2 separate regions of the Gossypium hirsutum genome follow, and region 2 is linked to region 1. The links are chromatin contacts, called in public Hi-C maps. All regions are on one chromosome and are shown on one strand. Each heading gives the region's core, a stretch centred on a gene start, on an enhancer-like site or on the middle of the called end of the contact. The rest is flanking DNA. Distances are from core to core; before and after follow the strand shown. Region 1 holds the start of LOC107907881 (anther-specific protein BCP1). Region 2 holds the start of LOC107909742 (protein JINGUBANG).

The links. Hi-C and Micro-C count contacts between places; a contact is called where the count stands out from the background.
Region 2: a Hi-C map of leaf shows a contact between it and region 1, with 1.8 times the contacts expected there. The contact joins the promoter of LOC107909742 here to the promoter of LOC107907881 in region 1. A contact is called at or near these places in 2 of 34 Hi-C or Micro-C datasets (leaf and petal).

The regions. Positions count from the first base shown.
Region 1 is chrD02:58,678,985-58,685,974 of Gossypium_hirsutum_v2.1, forward strand. LOC107907881 (anther-specific protein BCP1) reads left to right here and starts at 5,408. Exons shown (of 1, transcript XM_016835192.2): 1 at 5,408-5,725. The coding sequence starts at 5,408. The coding sequence ends at 5,725. LOC107909738 (actin-related protein 3) reads right to left here. Exons shown (of 9, transcript XM_016837377.2): 9 at 6,414-6,956. The coding sequence ends at 6,876. LOC121214741 (a long non-coding RNA gene) reads left to right here and starts at 2,485. Exons shown (of 2, transcript XR_005910466.1): 1 at 2,485-2,972; 2 at 3,293-3,519.
Region 2 is chrD02:58,954,867-58,962,033 of Gossypium_hirsutum_v2.1, forward strand. LOC107909742 (protein JINGUBANG) reads left to right here and starts at 2,423. Exons shown (of 1, transcript XM_016837380.2): 1 at 2,423-4,215. The coding sequence starts at 2,491. The coding sequence ends at 3,840.

The sequences.
Region 1 (6,990 bases), core at 4,158-6,657:
ACAAAAAAACAATTTATGTCATTATAAACTTGAGAGCAAATAATAGGTGACACTAAGACTCAGAATCCTAAGAATATGAGGTGGATATATATATTCTTAAAATATTGAACTTCTCTTTTTAGTTGTTGATTACATAATTTGGAAGATTTTTTTTATGTCTATGGGATTTTAATGAAATAGTAATATATTATTAATCATGATTTAGGTTTAATTTATTTATCAAATTATAATCTTATTCATATATATCAATTTAGAATCACTCTCCTCGTAAATTTTTCCATTAAAAGCTTAACTACAAATTGAACATAAAACAATTTGCGTACAAACTATTTGTACTAAGAACAAGTTCCTAACAATGAACAAATAATTGCTCTCTCAATTGTACATAATCAACTAAGCAAGTCTTCTTGAAAGTTTAAATAGCCATTACACCTTTAGTCAGTGTGAATGTGTACTTCCTTAAGTTGTGCTTGAATAAGTCTTCTATATGGACTAGATATTCAAGGATTAGACTTCTATAAGACAACAAGTGAATCTAGTCTTCTCATTCTTCAAGGATAAAGACCTCATCTTTGTACTTAAAAACTAGAACACTCATCTCTAAATTTTCCCCCTCAGAATTTAAGTCGTCAACACAATCTATTTACTCTCAAATGCTCTCAAAAAAATATGTTCCTCAATGAAAACAATAAAGTGCTATTAATGCTCTCCTACAAAACGTATACAAATCTCTCACTACATAGAAGTTTTTGAGGCTTGCTAACATATTAGTGATCAATTACAATGCAACACCTTAATAATAGCAGTTATAAAATAGAAAAAGCAATGTAAAGTGGACTATTGGAGATTCATTCTTCAAAGAAGTCTTTAATGCAATCTCGACCCGTTCTCCACAATCCAATGATTTCAATTGTTTGATCCGAACCAATCCAATCCCCAATGATAGTTGTTTTTAAATAAATTGGTGTTCAAAGTTGAGTTTCCATATATCTAGAATATCAACATAATTCAAAGCTCAAAGATTTTGTTTCAATAAATTGTCAACTCCGAATCTAGAAAGTCACAAGTTGTCGCATGGATTATGAAAGTGGTCACTTTTGATTTCCACTTAGTAGGTCACTTCAAGAACTTACCTCAACAAAAGTTATATTTTATATTAAAATTGTGTTTATGTTAAATAATAATTTTCTAATATATATGTCGAAACCAATTTTTAAATTTTGAAAAATAGGGATCGACTTTTGAAAATAAAATGGGAGTCGCCACTGATCTTTTATTAAGGTGTGATCGGTTCACCATTAAAAATAAATTTTAGGTCTGCGAGATTTGAGAAAATAGGTCCAGGAGTTGGTTACACACGAGGAAGGGTTAGCACCCTCGTGACGCCTCAAAATTGGTACCGAATTGATTGTTTAATGTCTTAGGGTCAAAATTTTGAAAAGATTTTGAAATACTATCCTTTTGACTCGAATAAATTGAATTAAATAATAAGGCTCACTTCCTTCAAGGAAATAAATTGTCACACTCAGTAAGTTAGAGTGCAACATTTTAAATCCTCAAAATTAAGTTTATCTTTCGATTTTTTTTAAAAACCTACATTTTAATAAGGATATCTGATTATTTGGGTCAAATGAGAAAATCAGAACCTAGTAAGTTAGGGTTTGATTTCACAAAATTCCTAAACATCGAATATTGCCTTTATTTTTATTTAGAAAAATTCTCGTCTCGAGAGAACAACATGTCATATCCAATACGTTAGGACACAACGTGTCGAATTCCCGAGAATAAGCTTTTTATTTATGTCTTCATTTAAAGGGATATTCTCGATTATTTAGATTCAACGAGGAGAATTGAAACCCAATACGTTAGGGCTCCATTCTTTCGAAGATTCCAAATCCGAACTTTGCGTTATCTTGAAAGTTTTTGAATAAAATGATTTTGATATTTAAACGATACTAGACGTGGCCTTTTAAACGAATACAGTGTGATATAGTGACAATGTATAATGCAAAAGGATAATTCAAAATTAAAAAATACACTAATGAATAATGAATAAATAAATTTAAACAAGCATAGTAATAATTATTTCAATCATGCATTATACAAATACCAATATAAATATTCAAAAATTAAATGGATTAATATTCAATTTTAAAAGATATACTAAAAAATCAATAGCCAGAGGAGAAATTACAATCAATAAATTATACATACAAAAGTTTTAAAATAAATAATATATAGATGAGTATTAAGGATATATTATAAATAAAATCATAAAAAAGTGTGCAAACTATGCTAGGCTCATAAAAAATATATATATAAAATAATACATTATGAAATTAAATAATAATATATGGAAAACTTAAAATAATACTACATAATAAAATAATGTATATAAAAAGGTTAGGTAAATTGATAAAAAAATAATACTACTAATAATAATAGTAATAATAATAATATTAAACTGAATAGTGAAAACGCAAATACAAAAGGGACTAATCTACAGTCGAAATAGAATTAACGGGCCACAAATGAAGTTTAAAAGAAACGGAGGATTAATCTGCGATTCGTGAATTACACGGACTCAAATGAGACAACATTAAAATGCAGAGCAAAAATTAAGAAAAAGCAAAGAGCCAATTTGAAATAGTCTGCAAAATTGAGAGGACTATTTGCGCAATATACCTAAACACTACAAAACGCGCGGATCCTTCCCCGGGTCGGGTTACCGCACGGATTTGAGCATAACGGTGTCGTTTTTAAAGCTACTGAAGCATGCTCTTAAACGGTGCCGTCTTCTTCACGATATATAAGCTAAATTAAAACCTAAACTAACAGCCTCCTATCATTTTTCTAAAAAACTAAAGAACCCTCATGGTCCTCAACGCCGCTTAGTAACCAGGCCATTCAAAGGCCTTTAAACCTTCGCCCAACTCCGATTGCGGCGGAATGGAAGAAGATCCGGCCACCAGGTAAACTCTTTAACCGTTTCCCTTTTTTTTATGCACGATTAATAATATCAAAACAGAAAAGAAAAAAAGAAACGAAAAGAGAGAAAGAACTAAAAAAGAACACCTTCTTTCAGAAATTTTTTGATTTTTTGTCTATTGATTCTGCTTCAGTGTTTTTACATTAGTTTCTCTGTATCCCTTTTTTTACAAATTTCTGTTTGGCTTTTATATAGCCTAAACAATCGAAAAAAAAGAAAAAAATATCAAAATCTATTCTGTTATTCTCCTTTTTGTTGCGTCCTTTTTTGCTTCTCTGCCCTTTGTTGTTTGTTTGTGTGCAGGTATGGCTAGCTGTAGGAGGTGCACACGCGTAGAGGCGCAGCACGCGCGGGGGAGGCCCTGGGTTCGACTGCGGCGCTGCTGGCTGCTGAAGGCTAGAGTTCGGGTTTGGGTATTTTGGGCTAGAGTTCGGGTTTAGGTATTGTATTGGGTATTAGATTAAAAACGATTTGGGCCATGTTGGGCCCATGTATTTGGACTTTGGACTTTTAAATGTTTATTTGGTTTATTATTACGGGCCGGAAAAATATTGGGCCTTACAATATAAATAAAATTTTATAAAAAAATCGTTACTTATATTAAAATTTTGTAGAAAAATTAGTCATATTTTATTATCCAAATAAATATATTTAATTATAAAAAGAATATTATTGATTCATATCAATTTATATATATATATATATTAAGATATTATCAAAATGATAAATTTAGTAACAAAAACAACTATTGTATGTGTGTACGAGGGTTTGAAAGTATAGGGATATAGCACAAGGAATGTTTTTAGCAATTCAAGATTCCTGCTCGAATAAAAATTAGGGGGTGTGGTGTGGTATGGTACGCCAATTTCACCGCTTCTTATCTAAATGGTGTGATAACACACCAATGAGTATATATTCTTTACATTCTATCTCACCATTGGTGTGAAACTTGTCTAATTCTACAATGGTCCATTATACATGTCACCACTTTAAAGTATATTAGTTTGTGTCCAAGCCTGCTGCCACTTATATTTCTTAAGGGACGAAGGTTTTATCTTTTAATTTTGCTCACCAAAAACAATAATTGACATGTCGAAAGGTCTAATAAACCTACCTCTATGGAATGAATTTACTAAATAATTTTGTATCCAATGATTAAAATCCTAACTATTTAACACAAGGTAAAAGCAACCTCATTCATGTACAATTATTTACACTCACTCTACTCAAAGTGTGAGTAAGAAACCTCTCCGACCAAGGACAAACTACCCAAGAAAAAATATCCTACGAACAAAATAAAGCATTCAAACCTCATACCTAAGTAAGCTAGTCGACAACTTTAATTCATATATATAATTCAAACTTAAATAACATTTATCTTATCAGCTTGTATGTTAAATCTGAATGATCCTCAATCGATTAGTTATTAAGCCCTAATTAAAATGGTGATAAGTCCTTGTGAAATTCAAACATTTCAAAGTTTTCAAAAACAGTGACTTTCTTATCAAAGATTTTGTGCAAATTTATTTGGTTGTTTTTTACAATTAAACCTTATATTTGTTATCTATTTTGAAATACAAAACATTTAATATAAATATATAATTTAATAAATAAATAAAAATTTGTTGTTGTTGAAACCCATATTGCAACATTAAATCTAACCTTCACATAAATCAAATTAATGAGTTGATTAATTCAAACAAGATGTACAGGGCAAAGCTAGAAAACCTTTTTAGGGGACGAAATTAAATTATAATTTTTATGATAGTAAAAATATAATTGTTAAAGAATTAAATAAAAAATTTATTATTTTTAGGGAAGCCAAAGTGTAATTTTATCTTTATCAATTTAAAATTTTTAAAACTTTAAAAGGCCAAAATAGAAATCTTTCTCCATTTTTCATTTTAAGGGGCCAGGATCCCTGCCAACCCCCTAGATTCGCCCCTAAATATGAGATTCATATCTTATGATAACATTCCGTATTGTTAGTAATACTATCATAGTCACAAATTATTATGATTTTGAAATAATTTATTTTTTTTTTAAATAAATTTCCCTCGTAGGATAATGATATCAGTGTTTATTAAGTCATAAGACATTGGGTAATGAAATGAAATGGAAAAAATGAAAGAAAATGATTTAATTAATAAAAACAAGGTGTAGCGCAACAAAATATGCATGGTTTTCCAGAATCATCGGAAATGGATGTGAACTAGGAAGCCGTGCTTTGCGTTGAAGCATTGCCCTATTTTTGGCCAAATTGAAGGCTTTATAAACCTCTCCCACTCCTCCTCCGTAATTGTGCGGGTATAAATTTTCCATTCATATAACCAACCCTTAGAGAACAACATCACCCCATTTCTTTTTAATTACTGCTTCTTGTTCTCTTCCTTCTCACGTACCCCACCAATATCAATAATGGCACGCCAAAGCTTTGTTCTTGCTTTGGTCTTTATAGCTCTTGTCGGGTTGGTTTCCGCCGCCAATACAGCTTCTAAAGCACCATCTGCAGTCCCAGTACCCGATGATGATACCATCGGCAACACTGATGATGGAGCAGGTGCATCCTCCCCCGGTGCTTCTAATGACGCTGTTGCTGCCCCTCTTGGCAGTGAGCAGGAAGCTAAAAGCATGGCTCCTGCTCCTTCTAGTGATGCAACCACCACAGGTGTCTCTGCCGTTGGGGCGGCTGCTCTCACTGGGGCAGCTGCCATTGCTACCTACTTCGTCTTCTAAATTAGCTTCGTCTCAATCCAAGTAGTAAACCTCGAAAAAGGGTCTTATTAACCATAATTTGTACGTCTACTTTAATTTCATAGTCTGGTAAAATTGAGGTTTGCAAAGGCAGCTGCTTGTATTTGTTTATGAATAAAACTAATGAATATATATACATAAATAGGAAACTTATATGAATTTTTGGATTTCAAAAATAAGGTTCACATTTTTCATTTAAAATATAGTAAAATAATAATAATTGATTAGTCCATGTAATATTCGTTACCATAAGCATAAAATCTCAATCCCCTTTATAATCTATATAAAATATGACATTTTTATTAAGAAACAAGCACTAGTTATAAAATAATAAGCCCTACTTTGGTTAACAATTCAAGCAAAAGCATTGGGGTTAGAAACAGCAAATCGAAAGTAGAAATAATTAAATCTTTGGTTTTTAACAAGTGTTCCTCGTTTTAGGGTCCAGTAAAGCTCAAAAACCAATCATGGCTCCCTTAGATAGTGTTTTTGAGCTTTTGATTTCATGACAAACACATTCACCAATATAATAATGTTTCTTAGCATGCAACAAAGACAATAAACTTGGAAAATGGGAAGGATATAAATCCCATATTCAGAAAAGGATGAAAACATCATTATTGTACCTAGTCTGCACATTGACTGCTTCGCACAGTACACATATACCATATTTGCTAACATCTCGATTAATATTATTATACCAAACGAAGGACTAATATCAATTACAAGAATGTCAGAAAATAAATTTCTTAGATCAAAATTACTACTCCAATTTTGCTTTATAACAGAAAATGTACCTAAACTTTGTAAAATCTCTATCACATCCCTAAGTAAGCTAAACATTGTAAATGGAATTCAGCTCCTCAGATTTATATCTGATATTCCTAGGCGACTGTGAGGACCCTTTTTAACTCCAAATTAAAAAATGAACTTCTCTTTCTTAACCACTGCAATTGAGACTGGTTACCATGTTTTATACCACCTCTTACAGCAAATACACACAAGCACCAAGCAAAGCCGGAATGAGGGAATTAACTTGATGTGCAAGATGAAAGTGGAAATAGCAAGTTACGCACTTGAGCATTATCAGATAATGCTTTTTCAATAATCAGCTGACAAACAGATATTTTCCTCAATACATACCCTTAAAAACAGGATTTGTACGGCAAATGCTGGCTCCATATTCCTCATATTCCGCTTTTGTGTGACATGCCTGCATATAGGGAAGGTTAGGAGACTTTCAGCCA
Region 2 (7,167 bases), core at 1,173-3,672, 270 kb after region 1:
TCTTTTTTATCCCTAATTTCCTCCCACAACTAGGTGGTTGGGATAATTTTACTACCATTAGATAGTCTTGAAATGATAGGAGCGACCATCTCTCTCATCTTGAGTAGTCTTTTCCAGTTCCAACTATTTGAAGAACCACTAGTGACATCCCAAAAACACTTATATCTTTTAGAACATACTCCCTAATCCAAGCAATCCATAATGGATCCTGTCCAGCAAGAATAACTTTAACATGCTGCAAAATGCATGCATTACTCCAATCTTCAAGTTTTTTCAAATCTAATCCACCCTCAGCTTTAGGTGAACAAATCTTATGCCCACTAACTCTTGCACCAAAAGCTGCACTGTCTTTCCCTTTCTAGAAATACCTGGAACAGATTTCTTAAGAACTCCTTTAGGCTAATAAGGTTTAATGTTGTAAATGACAGCTTCAATTAATTGCAATCTTCCGGCATAGCTTGGTTGATTAGATGACCAACTATTAATTCTACCGGTAAGTTTCTCAATCAAAGGAGCACAATCTGTAGCATTTAATTTCCTTGTGACCAGCGGAACTCTCAAATATCTCACAGTAAGCCTACCAAACTGAAAAGCAGTAACTCTTTTCATAATTTCCCATTCCTCTTCAAAAGCACATTTACATGGTTTCTTTCATGTTATTTATTGTAAGCCTACCAAACTGAAAAGCAGTAACTCTTTTCATAATTTCCCATTCCTCTTCAAAAGCACATTTACATGGTTTCTTTCATGTTATTTATTTCTTTATATCTATCAAATATTCATGAAGATTATTGTTCGTACTATGATAATTTAAAGTCCAGAAATACTTCATCATACTAATGCTACTTTGGGATTTTTTTTTATTTTGCAAAAAAGTAGATATAAGAAACAAGGAAACAATAATAAGAATGGATTAGAGATTCAAGTGTACATTCATGTACCATCAAATTAGAATTTGAAACAGCTAAGCTAAGTTGTGGGGTGATGATTTCGACTTTTCCTTTTTGTACCATGAAAATTTAAATGTTCCTTTCTATTATTTTTCTTAAAATGATCTATTTTGGAGAAAGAATGCAAATGATTCAATCGAAGACAGCTTAGTTAAATATCTTCTAGCTAGGCCGCCATCATTACACTAACTAAAGCCTAAATGACCCCATTTTCCTAACCGAGAAAAATATTTCCAACTTTTCATATCATTGATTTGTGCCCGTATAAAAATTAAATTGGGGAAATAACCAAATCATCAAATCAATTTAATCCATCAATAATATAATTTTAAAAAATCTACAATTAATAAATAAAAATATTTTTTGAACTATATTTTTTTATAAAATATACATTAATAGTATAATTAATTTTTAATATATAAAATCTAAGTAAACTATATAGATAGTAACCAAACTATAAAAATAAATTCATTTTAGGCACTCAAAATAAAATGTTTATACTTTAAGCACTCATATTATATATTTCAATTATTCTAGCCACTCCTGTTATAGTCACAAACGGTACGCTGATGTAGAAGTTAAAAATTTGGTATAATAACAATTTTATTTCTCAACTTTTACATATTATATTAATTTAGTCATAATTTTAAAAAATTAACCATCAAGACTTACAAATGGTCTCAAAATTAGGTAAATATTTTCAAAAGATAGAATAATAAATTTAAATTTTATATTAATATTAATATTAATATAAAATAAAAATCTCCCACTCCAGTCGCTCTCCCTCTCTCCCACCGGAACTTCCCTTCCCACCGTCCTCGTACCCCCACCCACCACTGTCCCTCTATTGCTTCCGAATTCCATGGCTAATTTGTATCCAAATACTTGTAATATTCCTTCTCATTCTTCTTCTTAATTGCCTCGGGGGTAAGGGAATGGTGGTGGGAGGGGGTGAGCTACGGAGGTGGGAGGATTTTTATTTAATTTAATATTAATATAATTATATTTTTTATTATTAATGTTAATATTAATATAAAATTTATTATTATTGAAAGTATTTATGTATTTTATATATTTTTTTGAATTCTTTAGAATTAGAATGAATTTAAGATTATTTATAAATTTTGAAAGTTAATTTTTTTTTAAATTATAAACTAATACAATATATATACGTTAATGCTTTAAATATAAATTGTTTATGTTAAATATTGAGTTAAAATTTGTATTGATAATCCTAAATTCTATTTTACGGAGCTGGACGCGGTTAGCCAACTAAATGAATCTTTCCCGCTGCAGAGTTGTAATTTGCAAAGCAGCAAGCTGGGAAAGAGCACCCCCATTAAATTACAAAACTACTCCTCTTGACGTGCCATTTCTTGTCCTTTTGGAGCCTAGGACTGATCGTACCTATCCACTCTCTAACTCCACGTGGCATTACCTTTTATTTTCTTTATATAATTATAAACCACAACGAAGGTCCTGCTTCAATCCTCTCTCGTGCCTAGCTTCTATATTTTTGTTTTAGGTCTGAAAGGCCGGCATGAAGGTCCGATCATGGCTAGCTACATGCGCAACCAGCAGCTGCGCCACTTTAACCCAGGACTCCACCATTCCGTTCCCTAAAAAACAACCGCGCTTATCGGAACATTTGGTTTCCGATAGTTTCTCCGATAATCGAGGGAGCGCCACCTCATCTTCAGCTTCTTCAAGTGACACGAGCTACAGCAGCCTCCCTAGCAACCTTTCCCTCCAGACCCTGCCATCTGTACCTTCCTTACAGCTTTTCCCTGATACCTTAGTCTTTTCCGTCTCTGACATCAGCGTTTCTTCAATTATGCCTCAACCCAACCACCCGATCACCTGCGTTGCGGTTCAGGGTAACTTCTTGTATGTTGCTTCTGTTAACGAAATCAGCGTCTACGATCGCCAAACATCCACTCTTCTCGATGCCTACAACGGCAACGAATCATCCTCCGGTTCCGTTAAGTCTGTCACTTTCTGTGACGGAAAAGTCTTCACTGCTCACCAGGACTCTAAGATCCGAGTCTGGCAAATGACGGTGACTAAAAAGCACAAGTTCTTAACCGCCCTACCTACCGTTAACGACCGCTTACGTCGTCTTGTTCTCCCAAAGAACTATGTCAATGTTCGCCGTCACGTGAAGCGGTTGTGGATCGAACACGCCGACGCCGTTACTGGACTCGCCGTCAATAGAGGTTTAATCTACTCAGTTTCTTGGGATAAAACCTTGAAGATATGGCGAGCATCGGATGCGCGTTGTTTACAGTCTATTAAAGCACACGACGACGCCATTAACGCCATCACCGCCTCCTTCGACGGAACGGTTTATACAGGGTCTGCTGACCGACGGATCCGGGTCTGGGCGAAACCCTCAGGCGAGAAGCGGTACGCATTGGTGGCGACTCTTGAGAAGCATAAGTCAGCAGTAAACGCACTGGCTTTAGACGACGAAAGATCAGTGCTATTCTCCGGTGCGTGTGACCGTTCGATTCTGGTATGGGAGAGGGAAGATAGCGCCAATTACATGGTGGTGACGGGAGCGCTGAGAGGGCATGGAAAGGCAATCCTATGCTTGATCAACGTCTGTGATTTACTAATGAGCGGGTCCGCTGATAGGACGGTTAGGATCTGGCAACGTGGAGTGGAAGGGAAATATTGTTGTTTGGCGGTTTTGGAAGGTCACCAGAAGCCGGTGAAGTCGTTGACGGCGGTCAGAGACGATGAACATAGTGATGTAGTTTCGGTTATTAGCGGAAGCCTGGATGGCGAAATTAGAATGTGGAAGGTCTCGTTTTCGAAACCCGGTATCCCTCGTCGGCGACGGATTTCTGAAAATGGAATTTGTGAAAAAAAAGGAATTGAATCATAAATACATCGTAAAAAGAAAAGGAAAATTTGCGGCCGCTTAAATTTTTTCTGATATGGTCCTGGACGTTTTACCAACCCTGGATTATTTGTTCTTTTGTTTCTTTTATTTTTTTCAATTTTGTTTGCTTCCTGGAAGATATATGATTATTTTCATGTTGTTCATTTAGAAAAAAGAAAATGTTTAATTGCAATAGTATGTTTTTTCAGGATAATCAATTGCAATATTAATTAGATGTAGTAATTCTAAGTAATAAAAGTAAGATATATTTGAGGCACCGTACATGTGCTTATGTGTGCATATCTTACACCTGGCCACCATCATTCTTCGAGTTTGTAATTTAAATGTTTTTATGTTATACATATATTTGTTATTTTAGTTTATGGGCATTTTAAGATTTTTTTATAAAAATAAGGTTTATTTGATTTATTTATAATTTATTTTTGATAAATTTTGATTTTATTATGGTTTAAGGACCAGTTGGTAATAAGGATGTTCAAATTTCGGTTAAAATTAAATTAATCGACCCAACCAATCTAATCTGGTTAATCGGTTAGTTAACCAATTTAGTTTGGTTAAAGGTTAGTTAAAAGTTTTTTAAAATTTCAGTTAACGGTTAATTCGGTTTGAAATTGGGTAAATAATCTAATGAACCGAACTTAATAAATAATAATATATGTATTATGCTATTACTAATTTGGATAATTCGGTCAAATGAATATTATCAATTTATTTATTTATATATGTTTTATACTTGTTTTAACAAAAAAAAATTGGTTAACCGAATTAACCGAAATATTTCAGTTCAATTAAATTTTTTTGAAAAAAATTTGGTTCAGTTAACGGTTAAAGGATTAAAAAGTTTGGTTAATTCGATTAATACTAATTCAGTTCAATTTAACAAATTGGTTAACAATTTGAACACCCCTACTAGTTGGAAATAAACATGTTTAGATCACATTTCGTGTAATTTTCATGCTACACATCCATATTTGATCTATGTTATTTGGTTTTGTTAATGTCATGGTTTAATTTAGTTAAGGTATATGTAAGTAAAGTCGCATTGGCTCTATGTTAACATAATTAATTGACGAGATTGTTGAAAATATCTTTTGAATATGATAGTAAGATTTTGAGCTCATAACATATAATTATAATGCAATTAGTGTATATATGTGGTCCTAGTGGGAGATTGCTGGATCATATGAACATCACATATATAAAAAGAATAATTACATATTATTATTTACTATCATAAAATATTAGCTCAAATTAAAAATGATCTAATTTGGTTAAGACTTATTGAGTTTCAATTATTAAATAAAATATGAGCTAAATATGTGTATATACCCTAATAATTAATTTCTAATTAATGATAGGTTGATTAGAAATTAAGGTTAATGTGCAAAAATTATATATTAGGATCATAATTCCCAAATTACATATGCATAACATTTCTAATATTCCATCTCTAGAAAAAAGAGTCACTTTCTTTAAGATACTTTTGTGTCACTTTGGAAGATCAAAACCATGAGATTTGAAGATTTCAAGATACCGATTGATTTAGGTACACTTTCACATCTAATTTTGTTCTTCAGACAGATCCTGATTTACGGTTCTAAATTTATATTAGAGTTTTTTCGATTCTAACAAATATTTCATTCATCAGTCCATTATTGAGTCAAAACATTATAATGATAGTGCTAGCGTCTATTTTGTATTTTTTTATAATTGGATGATTAAAAACAAAAACTTTTCAATAATTGATCGATCAACAATGTAATTAATTCTTATGTTTAATAGATGATATTTATATATATTATTTTTTACCTAATACTTATATATAACATTTATATTATTATTGAAGTGTGTAATTGAATTACTGTCAAGAGTCAACTCAATACCATCTCTTTCAAAGAAATTACTAAAATAATTTTACATATTTTAAGTTATATTAATAAACCAATAAACAATTGTAAATGTTGAGACTTGAGCCATGATATCAATATTTATTAATAATTTTTTATTGGTAAAAGTACCATAAATCTCCTATACTATACCTTGGATTGCATTTTAACCCCTCTACCAAAAAAATGAGCAAATTAGCCTCTATACATTAGGTAAGCGAGTAAAATAACCCATATGTTAAAATTTGGTGTTTATATATAAGGCATAATAAAAATTTTAGCCATCAATATTTACAAGTTTATTCAATTTGACCCCTACTCTTTTATTTGAAATAAATTAGAAAATTTTGAAACTAATAAGGCTAAATGGTCAAAAAGACCTTGGTAACAAGTTAAAAAAAATCAAGTAAGCCCTTTTAAAATTTAAAAATTATTAAAAATCATAAAAAAATTTGAAATTTTAAAAATGTAAAAACAAACATTTAACGGTGCAATTTTAACAGATGAGCTGTTTTGCTCAGTCATCTAACGTATATGTACTAATTTGCTTATTTTTCAGTAAAGGAGCTAAAACACAATCTAGGGTATAGTACAGGGGTTTTACAATACTTTTATCTTTTTTACCGGTTCTACCCAAACCTTATTTCGATATTTTTATACATTCAATTTTATTACAAATTGTTTCACACACATTATTTGTATATTTTAATAAATGTAGTTGATTGAGTTGGTATTACAAGTCAACTCAATACCAACTCAAAAAATGACAACATCATGTTAAACAATTAGAGTAAATTTAATATTGGTAATATGTTGTATTTACCTATTTAAATTTCTTTTTACTCACAATTTAAACCAATTTTTTATTTTAAATTTGTACATATTGTATATATGTAATTATTATTAGTTTTAAACCTTACATTTTATTATTTATTGCATGCTATTTTTAAATTCATACCTATTTTTTAAATACATGATTTCTAGTTAATTTAGTATTAAAATAAAATCAATTAGGAAAAATTTAAAAAAAATATGTAAATAATTATTTTAGTTTAGTTTAAAATTATGTATTTAAAGGATTCCAAATTTTTCTATAAATTTTTAATGATGTATTTAAAATATTTGATTCATATATACGTTCTTCCATGAGTAAATTGAGTATTTAGATGTAGGTTTTATTTTTTTTCAAAAAAATAAAAAATTTAAAATGATCAACACATTAACTTACGTTTAAATCAATATCTAATTTCAAGTAATTATAATAAATTTAAGTGATAAATCTTAAAACTATGCATGAACTATGGTTTAATGTGCAATTGTATATATGAATTTTGATTTGATTTTATTCTTATAAATTATTAACATAATTATTGATATAACATCATTTTATGTTGATATATTGCATACATAAATAAATATAATT